Regions from separate parts of the Sus scrofa genome. Here region 1 is linked to region 2. The links are chromatin contacts, called in public HiChIP or PLAC-seq maps. All regions are on one chromosome and are shown on one strand. Each heading gives the region's core, a stretch centred on a gene start, on an enhancer-like site or on the middle of the called end of the contact. The rest is flanking DNA. Distances are from core to core; before and after follow the strand shown.

Region 1 (5,999 bases), core at 3,145-5,644, 100 kb after region 2:
TCTATATAAGTTATTGTCACATAATGACATGGTCACTGAAAGAGTGGGGTAGGAAGGGAGGTTCAAGCCTGTGATAAGAAGCATGGAAATCCGCTAAGACTTCTACTTAAAGGGAGCCACAGGGAGCCTAACCTGTTCCTGCTGTTGCTACTATTGTGGCTACTCTCCTGGCCCCGTGACTCACATGGGCATGCTCAAAAGAGGTGCCTTCAAACAGCTTGGCTCAAATGGAAGCAGCACAGCACTACCTGGAGCTCCCTCTCCCCTAACCTCCAGAGCCATGTCCCAGAGCACCAGCGGAGAGCTGTCTGTGGTTATCCTCCCTCCTACTAAGGTAGGGACACTAAGTAGCCACAGCCCTTTTTGGCCCTTCTCATGCAAGAGTCTCTTTTCTTAGATGCTTGTATCTAACTCCCATTTCCATATGGTTTAACTCTTAGCTCTCTTGTTAAATATTTACATATTAAAAAATGAACACAGGGAGTTCCCGTCGTGGCGCAGTGGTTAACGAGTCCAACTAGGAACCATGAGGTTGCGGGTTCAGTCCCTGCCCTTGCTCAGTGGGTTAACGATCCGGTTGCCGTGAGCTGTGGTGTAGGTTGCAGACGCGGCTCGGATCCCGCGTTGCTGTGGCTCTGGCGTAGGCCGGTGACTACAGCTCCGATTCAACCCCTAGCCCGGAAACCTCCATATGCCATGGGAGCGGCCCAAAGAAATAGCAAAAAAAAAAAAAAAGAACACAGAGTCAGCCAGACCTTTGTACTTCCTCATCAAAGGACATGATACTAGCTATGAAGCAGTTTTGGGACAAAAAAAAAGGAAAGCAAACCTCAACCTGATCAAGTTTTGGCTTGAGATGTGCTATGATAAGGGTGACAGAGATACAGGATTTTAAGAGCTTAGTATGCAAAAAAAAAAAAAAAAAAAGTAAAATATTAATAATTTTTTACACTGGATACAAGTTGAAAAATATTTTGGCTACACTGCATTAAATACAGTACTGAAAATAATTTCACGTGTTTCCTTTAACTTTTAAAAATGTGGCAAATAGAAGATGTAAAATTCCATTCTGGCTCACGTTACATTCCTATATTAGCCAGCACTTTTATAAATCTAACTACAATTCATAGAAAATACAGAGGACAGAGGAACATCCCATGGAGATGCAATCAGCATCATCCCAATTGTGGGAAATGCTACAAGCAAGATGATCTAATTCCTTCAAAAAAGAAACTGCAAGGGAAATGGAAAGATGGAGTCGAATCTCTAGGTTAAAAGAGACATGGCAATTAATCACAATGCATGGGCCTTCCTTGAATCCTGATAGAAACAAACTTAAAAAACTACACCTGAGAATTTTAAGCACTGACTGGATAATATTAAGGAATTACTGTTAAAACGTTTTAGATGTGATAATGGTTTTTACAATTATTTTTTCTTAAATATCTTTACTAAAGACATCTACTAAATAGAGCTATCTACTACAATAGTTGTGAATGAAATGACATTGAGATTCCCTTCTAAATAATCCAGGCTGGGGGAAGGGGATGGGTATAGAGGAAAGGTGGCTGAATTTGTAACTGGCAGCTGCAGGAGAGGTACATGGAAGTTCACCGTACTGTTTTCTCTGCTTTCGTTAAATGTCTAAACTTTTTCATAGTAAAAAAGTAAAACAAAAGCAACAAATCCGGCCAAACAAATGTCTTTCAACCGTTTACGCTACCCATGCGGGAGAGGGAAAGAGAACATTCTAGGGAACTTGCAAACAAAGCGCTTTGGTGTTGAAAGCCACTTGTTTCCTGTAGTGAAAAGCTTGTGTGTTTTATTCAGCTGAGGAACTATTTACAAGTAATAATTACACTCTTCCCAAACTGCTGTCTTTGGAAAGAGAAACCAACTTTTTGCCAAACCATCACCAAGAAGAATAACTAAACTAGGTCATTCTAAGCAGTAAGTCTTCAATTACCAGAGAAGCAAAGGACCAGTTTAAGCACTGAATGACCCAAGTGTCAGCCACCTCACAGCACTTTTAAGGAGACAATTCATCACAGCTCTCCCCGATCAGAATGTCTGGCTTTCACATTCGTCTCTACATTAAGATTTGTCCTTAGGAAGAAAAGCAAAGTGTTTCTTCTAAAAGCAAGCATACCAGGCTTCTTATAGGAGACCTTTTTGGGACTGATCCCCATGGGCACAATTTCTTCAAATACACCAACACGCAATTCTGGAAAACAGCAAGCTCCTCCTTTGCTGGTCTAGCCAATGAGAAACAAAACAGAATACATTCTTTCTCTCCCATCTCCAGGTGTAAGATACTTATTAAGTTAAATTATCTGGAACATTCTAAGCTCTAACTCCCTTTTACCATGGAAACAACTGTTCCTAATTTGAGGTTTCTTAATGCTTCAGCTACCCTATTATTACAAAACAGACGTAATGCTTATATTCAGTATTTACTTATTCCTATGTGCAGAAATGTCACATTGAAAAGGTGTTTCTATAGCAATGAGCACTTAACTAGAAAACTGAAGGACCACTTAGCAATTCGAACATGTAAGACTGCATGCCAGCTTTTGTTCTGGAACCACAACCTTTTTTTCGTATCACCAGCAGTAGCACTAGCAAGGTATTTCCCACACCTCTATCACCTGTTACACTAAGCACAAAGTCACCCCAACAAAGCAGCTCTGCTGTGAGAGCAAGAGCTTCATTCCCCATGTGGTATGAAATGTTGATCTAATCCCACCAGGTTTAATAGCACATAGTGATCCTCTGAAACAGCCAGGTGGTCTCTCAAGTGAGCAAATATGGCTCAGTTTCTGAGTTTAGAGTGTGTAAGGAGTAACATCCTCACTCCACAAACAGGGAGACCTAGGCCCAAGATCATGTGGCAACTGGATGGCGGAGCTGCAAAGAGATGCCCCTTCTACCACACGGCCTCTAACCTAGCGGGGAAGGGGATTCTACCCGCTCTGCTTACTTCTCTACAGTGACCCTCTTCATAGCCTGGAGAGGGAAGAGGCACTGAGGTAGAGGTATATGGCTCTTGATCCATTTTATTTTCAATTGCTCTTACCTTAAAATCATCCTTACACAGATAATCCTTAAACATCGGGCAGGAAAGCATGATTTCCACATAGAGTCTGGTGGCCAGTTTGCTTCCACCAACTGTCCCATTGATTCCTTCCGTAGCGATTCGAACCTGAGACACAGGTGAGAGAAAGGGAATGCAGGCTGTTCTTAGCTTGGTTCAAATCTTCCCAGGGCATGTGCATGTGTGTCGATGATTTTAACAGGAAAAGCAGAGACACTGCTGTGCACACCAAAGTGTTACCACACAAAGATACTTGTATTTTCTACAGTGGCATTGCCCACAGTTCGACAAGGTACTCGGTTAACATGTGCTGAACAAGAGAAGGAAATGAGTCAAACAACTGGAAAGCCCCATTTGCCGTGGCACTCCAGCTGTTCAGTGGCCAAAGATTAACCTAAATCCAGGTCAGCAGATTTAGGATCTATATTCAGCTTTGCCACTTACTTGCCAAGTGGCCCCAAGAAAATCAGTTCTCTTCTCTGAACCTCAATTTCCTCATCTTGATAAAACAGAGTAAAAAAGAACCAACAACCAAAAAAACCTACCGAGGAGCTCTTCCTCAAGATCTAAAGAACAGAGCATATCTGCGAGGTGGGGATGCACCTGAGCACACTTCCACAGTTTCAGGGAAAGCTCACCATTGCCATCCCACCCACGGGAACACAAGTTCCAGGAGGAGCGTGTGTCTGTTTTGTTGTTGCATATTCAGTGCCTAGAGTAGCACCTGCCACATAGTATGCATTTAGTATGTATTTGCTGAACAAATGAATGTGTATCCAAATCTGAGGCTTTTTGGCTTCTCAAACCCTATTCTCTTTGACATGCATTACTGGTTAGGGAATGATAGAGCCTGAGTTAAGGCCTCTGCCTTAGAGGCAAGGGTCTGGGGGTCTTGCAGTGTTACTTGTTCTGGTACTACAAAATCCTGTGGATAAGTTTAAAGATGGATCCTCTTTAGATGGAGCTGAGAGTTCTAGAAAAAGCTCTAGCGAGAAAGCGTAATACTGTGTGTATACTGGCATCGTGGTATTCTCTAGAAAGAGAGGTGATTTTTAAGGTCCTACGTTGTTGCTATTTTGTTATACACTGTAACAATTTATACATTGTACAATTATGTAATAATGATACCTATTAATGCATTAGAATTTGAAAAATTTCAAAGGCTCCCCTTTTATTAGGGCCTAGAAAAGATACTTCATTTGTTGCCTCACTTGATTCAGCTCTTTAGGGCACGGGCATAAACAGGATTCACTTCACAAGGTGGAGCCAGCTCACTAGCAGCGGCTATCCAGAGATCCATGATGAGCATCTGAATCACTTCCAGGCTCCCTGAGAGAGAGGAGTGAGGTCTAGTGAAGCCTGTTCTGGGCTGGGAGAGGAAAGGAGGAAGCATTTGCCAGCTCTGCTGTACAGGCTCCTATACCTATTACTGACTTGCATTTTTTTAAGGGACAACATAAAAAAATAGAGCTGAACTGGTGTAAGGGTCAGGAAATCTACCTTAAAACTATCTCTGACAGGGGCAAATATGATGACGAGGTACATGCTTCTGTGTAACTGTCATTTGGGTAGGCCAGAAGAGTCTTCCCTATGTTATTTTAATCACAGAACCTAAATAAATGACAAGTACACCCACTCCCTAAACAGCTGGGTTAGAGCAGTTATTCATGCACTAGACTTTCGATTTCTGTTGAATGATTCTTCAACTGAAACCTTCTAAGCTGCTAGGTGAGGAAGGCCTTTACCTCAGATGAAGTGCAATAGTTAGGGTACTGAACACCTAATATGAGACAGCAGCTTCATATTATAACCCTGAAAAGTAGCTATCATAACTCCCATTTGACAGAAAAGGAAACAGAAGCTAAGAGAAATCAAGTACCTTGCCCAAGGGCACATTGTTCGCAGGTGGTAGATCTGGGATTCAAAACCAGATCTTATTGGGTCCAAATCTTGCAATTTTTCCTTTCCAAAACTTCTAATGCGGCCTCTCAAATTTCTTGAGGCAGTAAGAAATGTATAGCAAAGGGATCAGAAGCTTATCTCCATAATTTCAGAGTTTTGAAGTTCTCCTCTTTCCCTACCTAAATGCAGATGTTCTGCCAAATCTCCCATCAACACAAAACTTGAAAATTTGCCATGTATTGCCAAAGGCTTAGAATTTAGACCTAAGATCCAGGCAGGTGCTGCCACCTTGTGGCAGAGGCCCTCACTGCCAGTTTACCTCCTGGGCTGGGCCAGGAATAAAACCTGCCCCAAACCAAGGAAAGAGATTGATTTCCTATTTTGTAAACTTAAGTCTACTGCGAGAATATACATCTTTTAAGGTGTTCTCTAAATAGAGATGATAATAAATGCATATATGCCACAAGTGTTTACTCATCTTTTTTATAATGCACCAGGAACCATGCTATGAATTGGGGATATCTTCTGCCCTTTTGGAGATTATAGACTAAGGAAGGTCACAGATAAGATTAAAGTCACAAACCGACAAGTGTTACATGAAAAATAACTAAACTGCAGTGGAAGGGTATATTTGGAAAAGTGAATTTAGATTACGGGTCAGGAAAGATGTCTTTGAAGAAGTGTCATTAAAACTGAGAACTGAAGGAGTTCCCGTCGTGGCGCAGTGGTTAACGAGTCCAACTAGGAACCATGAGGTTGCGGGTTTGATCCCTGGCCTTGCTCAGTGGGTTAAGGATCCAGTGTTGCTGTGAGCTGTGGTGTAGGCTGCAGACGCGGCTTTGGATCCCACATTGCTGTGGCTCTGGCGTGGGCCGGTGACTACAGCTCCAATTCGACCCCAGCCTGGGAACCTGCATATGCCGCAGGAAGCGGCTCTAGAAAAGGCAAAAAGACAAAAAAAAAAAAAATTGAGACCTGAAGATTGAGTAAAAGTTAGGAAGAA
Region 2 (5,656 bases), core at 673-3,172:
CAGATTTGACCATTGGCCCAGAAACTCCATATGCCCCAAGGAGACCAAAAAAATAAATAAATAAATAAAGGGCAAAAGATCTGAATAGACATTTTCCCAAGGAAGACATATATGTACATAAGCGAGAGGCCCATGTAAAGATGCTCAACCTCACTAATCATCAAGGAAATGCAAATCAAACCCACAGTGAACTATCACCTCAGTATCTGTCAGATGGCTGTTATCAAAAAGGCAGTAAGTACTGGTGAGGATGTGGAGAAAAAGGAACTCCTGCACTGTTAGTGGGAATATAAATTAGTGTAGTTACCTTGGAAAATAGTATGCAGATTTCTCAAGAAAAATAAAAAAAGAACTACCATATGATCCAGCGATTCCACTCCTGGGTATTTGTCCAAAGAAAACAAAAACACTAATTGGAAAAGATGTATGTACCCTTACGTTCATTGCAGCATTATTTACAATAGCCAAGATATAGAAGCAACCTGAATGCCCATCAATGATGAATGGATAAAGAAGATGTGGTGTGTGTATAAATATATATATATGAATATTCTTATGCATAATAGGTATCTATATTATTTGTTATACATATATAAAGAATATGTAATGGAATATTAGCCATAAAAAAGGAATGAAACCTTGCCATTTATGGCAACACGGGTGGACCTACAGAGTATTATGCTACGTGAAATAAGTTAAAGTCAAATGTATAATATCGCAAGAGCAACCTAAAAAATTAAAACAAATGAACTAATATAAAATAGGAACAGAGTTAAAGAAAACAAATAGGTGATTGCCAGAGGTGGGGTTGGGGGGAGTGTGGAAGGAGAAAAGAAATAAGTGAGGGAGATTAAGAGGTACACACTTCAAGTAGCAGAATGAATGAGGCAAGGGCATGAAGGGTGGGGAATACAGTCAATAACTATGTAATATCCTTGTATGGTGACACACTGTAACTAGACTTATCATGGTGATCAGTTTGGAATGTATAGAAATATCAAATCATTGTTGTGCAAAAGGAACTCAACTGTTGTAAGTCAATTATACTTAAAAAAAAACACACAGAAAAAGAGATCAGATTTTTGTTTGCGGGGTGGTTGGATGAAGGCATCAAAAGGTACAGACTTCCAGTGATAAGTACCAGGGATAAAATGCACAACATGATAAATATAATCAACCCTGCTGTGGGTTATAAATGAAAGTTTTTACGAGAAAAAATTATGAGTTCTCAAGAAAAAAATCTTTTTTTGTGTCTAAGATGATAGATGTTCACCAAACTTGTGATAATCATTTCAAGATGGACAGAAGTCAAATCATTATGCTGCACACCTTAAACATACAGTGCTGTATGTCAATTATATCTCAATAAAACTGGGAGAAACAAAAGTTGGGTTTTGTGGAGGGGGGTGAGTCATCATTTTGAATGTTCCATTTTTCCAGTATAGAATGCATTTGACTCTCTTGGAACTACGCGTTCACAAAGTGATCGTGACTAAACTTATGCTCAAACCAGACCTAGCTGGGCTGCTAATAAGATGGGACTGGTCGTTGCTTCAATCAAAAGAGGTAAAGGTGCAGCAGCCACTTGGCTGGCTTTGCTCTATCCAAGAACCTACCGATTCTTACAGCTGAGACCCCGCAGGAATGAAAATCACCCCACCTTTTTCCAGATAACTCTCGGCTGGTACAAATGGGGAAGCTGAGACGCAGACCGGAGACAACGTGCACCCGCTTGGCCACAGAGCCACGTCAAGCCAAGCCCTTGCCCCGCGCTGCCCCCAGCGGGTGTCGCTGCCCTGGCCGGGACTTGTCGCTGCACCGCGGCGCCCCCGAGTGGAGGGAGAGGTAAGGAGGGAGAGGGCGGTGGGCGGGGCGGGGCGCGTTGACAGTGCGAAGCCGGGCCCGCCCCTGGCTCCCACCCCCGGAGCCCACAGCGCCCGTCCGCCCGCGGCCGCCCGGGAGCTTGTCCAGCCAGCCCCGCGCTCCGCTCGCCCGCCCGCCGCCCGCGCCCGTCCGCCGGCCGCCTGAGCTCGCCCCGCCGCCGCCTGCGCCCGCGTCAGCCCCCGCGGCTCTACAGCCGGGTAAGCCTTCCACCCGGCCAGGGGTCCCCCTCGCACTCGCGGGGCTCCCTGCCCCCGCGCCGGGCCCCCAGCCATATCTGGGCAAAATATTCAGCTGTCGCCGCCGCCGCCAAGAGGGACTGAGCGTGGCTCCCTCTATAAATAGCCGCCGCTTCGGGTTGCCTCCGGAGCTGGGGAGCCCGAGTCTCGGGGTCCGGAGCCAGGCGTTTGCGTCCGTGCCTCTCAGCGCGTGGCCCTAGCTAGGGCACTCTTCTCTTTGGTCCCTGGCGTCGCGTCTGGAAACGGGAAAAGGACCTGGGGGCCCTGGAGCAGCGGCGCCGAGGGCCGGGGTCCTGGCCGAGCGAACTCCCCCGCTGCGCGCTCGACCCCGGCGCGGCGTGCTTAGCGCCCCGGGCGCTTTGCTGGGTACAGGTGCAGCCGAGTCCGAGTCCGGCAACTAGGCGCGGCCTCCCCACCAGCTGCGGAGGCTTCGGAGGTGGGAGTGGGGCGTGCGCGCTCAGGTGGACCCGATACCTCGGTTCGGGCTGCGCCGATTTGCGGGCAGGAAAAAGTTTCCCAAACTGCGGGAGATCACAAGGTTTAAAGCGCCACGGTAACACGCCTTTCGCTCTGAGGTGGAGCCGGGAAGAGTTTGGAGGCAAGAGTCCCCTGCCTCCAACTCACGGGGTGGACTTGACAAGCCTCCGCCCTCCTCTGGGTCTCCGTTTCCCCAATTATAGGGGCGAGGTTTGGTTCCCGCGATGGAGCTCCCGGCCCCGTCCGGCGGTGGGGGCAGCAGGGCGCGCTCTTGACCGCCAGCGCCCTCTCAACCTGTTCACTCACTCCAGGCCTGGGATGCTGCCAGCACAGCTAGAGGGGTTGTGGAGACCAGAGACTTTGCCAGTCCCTCTGACTCAGGTTTTATTCTAATACCTGGCAGGACCCTCCGAATAGCCTGGGCCGTACGCCCCCAGGAAGCTCAACCCCAGAGCAATTAGGGGTATCTCTGTTGGGTGGCACCCATTACCTTGGCAAAGAAATTTGTGAATCAAACAGCTTTAAATCCAATGAACTGGGCAGGACTAGAGTCTCCAGTCCACTCGCTCCCTGGCCTCAGTTTCCCCATCTGTAGGGCACCTGTGATGCTGCCTCTGAACACTGCCAGCATACAGGTGCCCCCACCTCCAACACCCATCTTTCCTGGCCTCGACCTTCACCCTCTCAGACTCTTGGAGATGATTTGGCCTAAGCTTTTCCCTGTCCGATTACCAAAGCAGACCTAACCCAAGTTCTGGGCCCTCAGTGGGGCACGGGGGTGGGGGTGGGGGGGGACGGAATCCCTACCTTTCACCCAACAGTCACAGCAATTTTGTTCTCCATGAAGGACCGCAGAGCCCCCTGCTCAAGGTCACACGCTACTAGATGTGGCAGGCAGAATCTCCACCAGCTTTTCTCCTCTCTTTCCAGATACTTACTGCTGCTCAGGCAGCTCTTGGGGATCCGTGAGTACCCCCTCCAAAGCCCCTATTCTTTGGTCTGCTGCTGTCCAGAACTTTCCCTTGCTCAGACAATAGTGCCCTCGTCCTGAAGTTTCGTGTTTGTTTCTACGTTGCTTGCTATCATATATTTTTTCTAAAGCCATCTTAAAGCCTTACAGTATTAAGAGGAAATGGAGACAAATTGTAAGGTTCTCATCCACTGGAGCCACACAACAAACAGGCAGAGAGTGAACGCAAGGAGGGTTGTCACTTCCATGTGTTAATTCTCTTTAATGAGCCAGTCTTGCACACCCACATTTCAGAAGATCTTAGCCCTTGAGTTCCTCCCAGCCTAAGTGGAGAGCCAGTGTCCTCTAAAAATAGCCTCCGCCCCACCTTATCAGGGTCTCACACGTTCTCCCTCCTCCAGGGCTGGGCTGCTTCCTGCTGCTCAGCAAAAAGCCCACAAAAACTAGCAGTAGGTAGTGGCCCCTCTGAGTAACAGGAGGTGGAATGACCTGGAGGTTAAGACGCCTGGCCCCAGCCCCAGCTTTGCCACCCATGTAGAGTGACCTTGAGCAATGAGGAGGTGGGCAAGATGATCTCCAGTAGACCTCGAATCAAGAGGACTCAGAGTTTCCCTTGGGAGATTTTCTGTCATGAGAAGAGTAAGTGCCAGGGATTTTAATCCAGGGAACCACCCTATGAAGAAGAAGAAGGAAAGAGCAGGAGAAACCGGCTCCCAAGAGTCAAGGGAGGTGAAAGATTGGCAGTGCCAATTGCTGCAGAGAGACAGAGGGGAGGAGGACTGGGCAAGGGCCACCATGATTAGCAGGTGGCATGGGTGATTTTGGCCAGGACATTACAGAGGATTCAAAAATGTTTTTGAAGCCAGTGACCCAACCTGTCTGTCTGCACCCCAGTTTCCTTCTCTGCACAATGGAGAGAATAATAGCACCCATCTCTTAGGGGTTGCTGTGGGGATGAAGGGGGATGATGCAGGGAAAGCCCTGGGTCCGGTGCTTGGTACCTGCAATGAGATTATTGGTGCTAGTGAGAGGAGGCGGCAGAAGCTAATGTGAGCTGAAGACGTGGAGACAGAGCCCACAACTCTTCTGAAACCGTGGATGAGAAAGGAAGGGAAAGAGACAATAAGAGATGCTAGAGATGGCCCAAAGCGGGGGCAGGTGTTTCTGGGCTGAGGGGTGGGGGGATAGGCAAAGACGGACCCTGGAGAGGGGGAGAGGATGAAAGAGCATCAGAGGGGTATGCACACAGGAGGTCTGGAGCCTTCCTTAAAGACCTGCTGAGTGTCACAGGCTCTGGAATTAGGCTCTAAGATCACATCCCTCTAGATTCAGGCTGAGCGAATGAAGGGTGAAATGAGGCCAGTCCTGGCTCAGACACCCACATCCCCTTGGAGACCTCAGTGTCTGTGAAGGAGGGCGGCGGTGGGCCACGGAGGGCAGTTTGACTCTGCCCGGGGGCCTCGTGACCTTGGCATGCTTATTTCTGAAATGACGTCATCTATCAATGACTCCTGCTCAGCCCAGTGGTAATGGCCTTTTCCAGTCATTGTTTTGATTTTTCGGTCTTACTAATGGACCAGCCAGACTGCCAACATTTCTCAAGAGGCCAGTTCACTTTTCTCTCGAAGCCAGAAAACCAAATAGATCAATGATTTGGCTTTGAGGTGCCATTATCAGTTGAAGCCTCAGGCTTGTTTGTATGGAAAAACATGAATCAGATGGCATCATTTGGGGACCATTTCCTGTCTCTTGTTTTGTTTTGTAAAATCACCCTTTGGTTAAACGTGATAAGAGCAGACTCTCTTTGCTCTTAAGGATAACATGAGAATGAGCTCACTGGAGTCCACATAGGACAGGCTGGGAGGTTTTCTTCAATGTTAGGAGGTGCTGGGTCCAGATCTTATCTGACCTGAAAACCTAAACTAACTCAAACCTTTCTTTTGCTTCTCCTTTTCTTTACTTTTTTTTTCTTTTTAGGGCCAAATCTGCAGCATATAGAGGTTTCCAGCCTAGGGGTCGAATCGGAGCTGTAGCCGCTGGCCTACATGACAGCCAGATCCAAGCTGCATCTGTGACCTACACTACAGCT

What was found. HiChIP or PLAC-seq counts read pairs in DNA pulled down with a chosen protein or histone mark.
Region 1: a contact with region 2 is called in an H3K27ac HiChIP or PLAC-seq map of skeletal muscle. The contact joins the enhancer-like site here to the promoter of TMOD1 in region 2. A contact is called at or near these places in 5 of 5 promoter capture datasets (fetal liver, fetal skeletal muscle, liver and 1 more), 13 of 47 Hi-C or Micro-C datasets (embryonic fibroblasts, fetal heart ventricle, fetal liver and 6 more) and 2 of 2 datasets of contacts at active chromatin or transcription factors (alveolar macrophages and skeletal muscle).

The regions. Positions count from the first base shown.
Region 1 is chr1:239,474,472-239,480,470 of Sscrofa11.1, forward strand. It overlaps TSTD2 (thiosulfate sulfurtransferase/rhodanese-like domain-containing protein 2), which reads right to left. Exons shown (of 10, transcript XM_005660262.3): 5 at 3,077-3,202; 6 at 2,150-2,255. Among named protein-coding and RNA genes, the nearest start is that of NCBP1, 15 kb to the right of the region's middle. Within about 2 kb of position 4,395, at least 6 of the 83 cell types and tissues checked have an H3K27ac peak or open chromatin away from gene starts, as enhancers often do. A contact at or near this core is called in skeletal muscle, where this site is marked.
Region 2 is chr1:239,373,228-239,378,883 of Sscrofa11.1, forward strand. It overlaps TMOD1 (tropomodulin-1), which reads left to right and starts at 1,923. Exons shown (of 10, transcript XM_003353588.5): 1 at 1,923-2,081.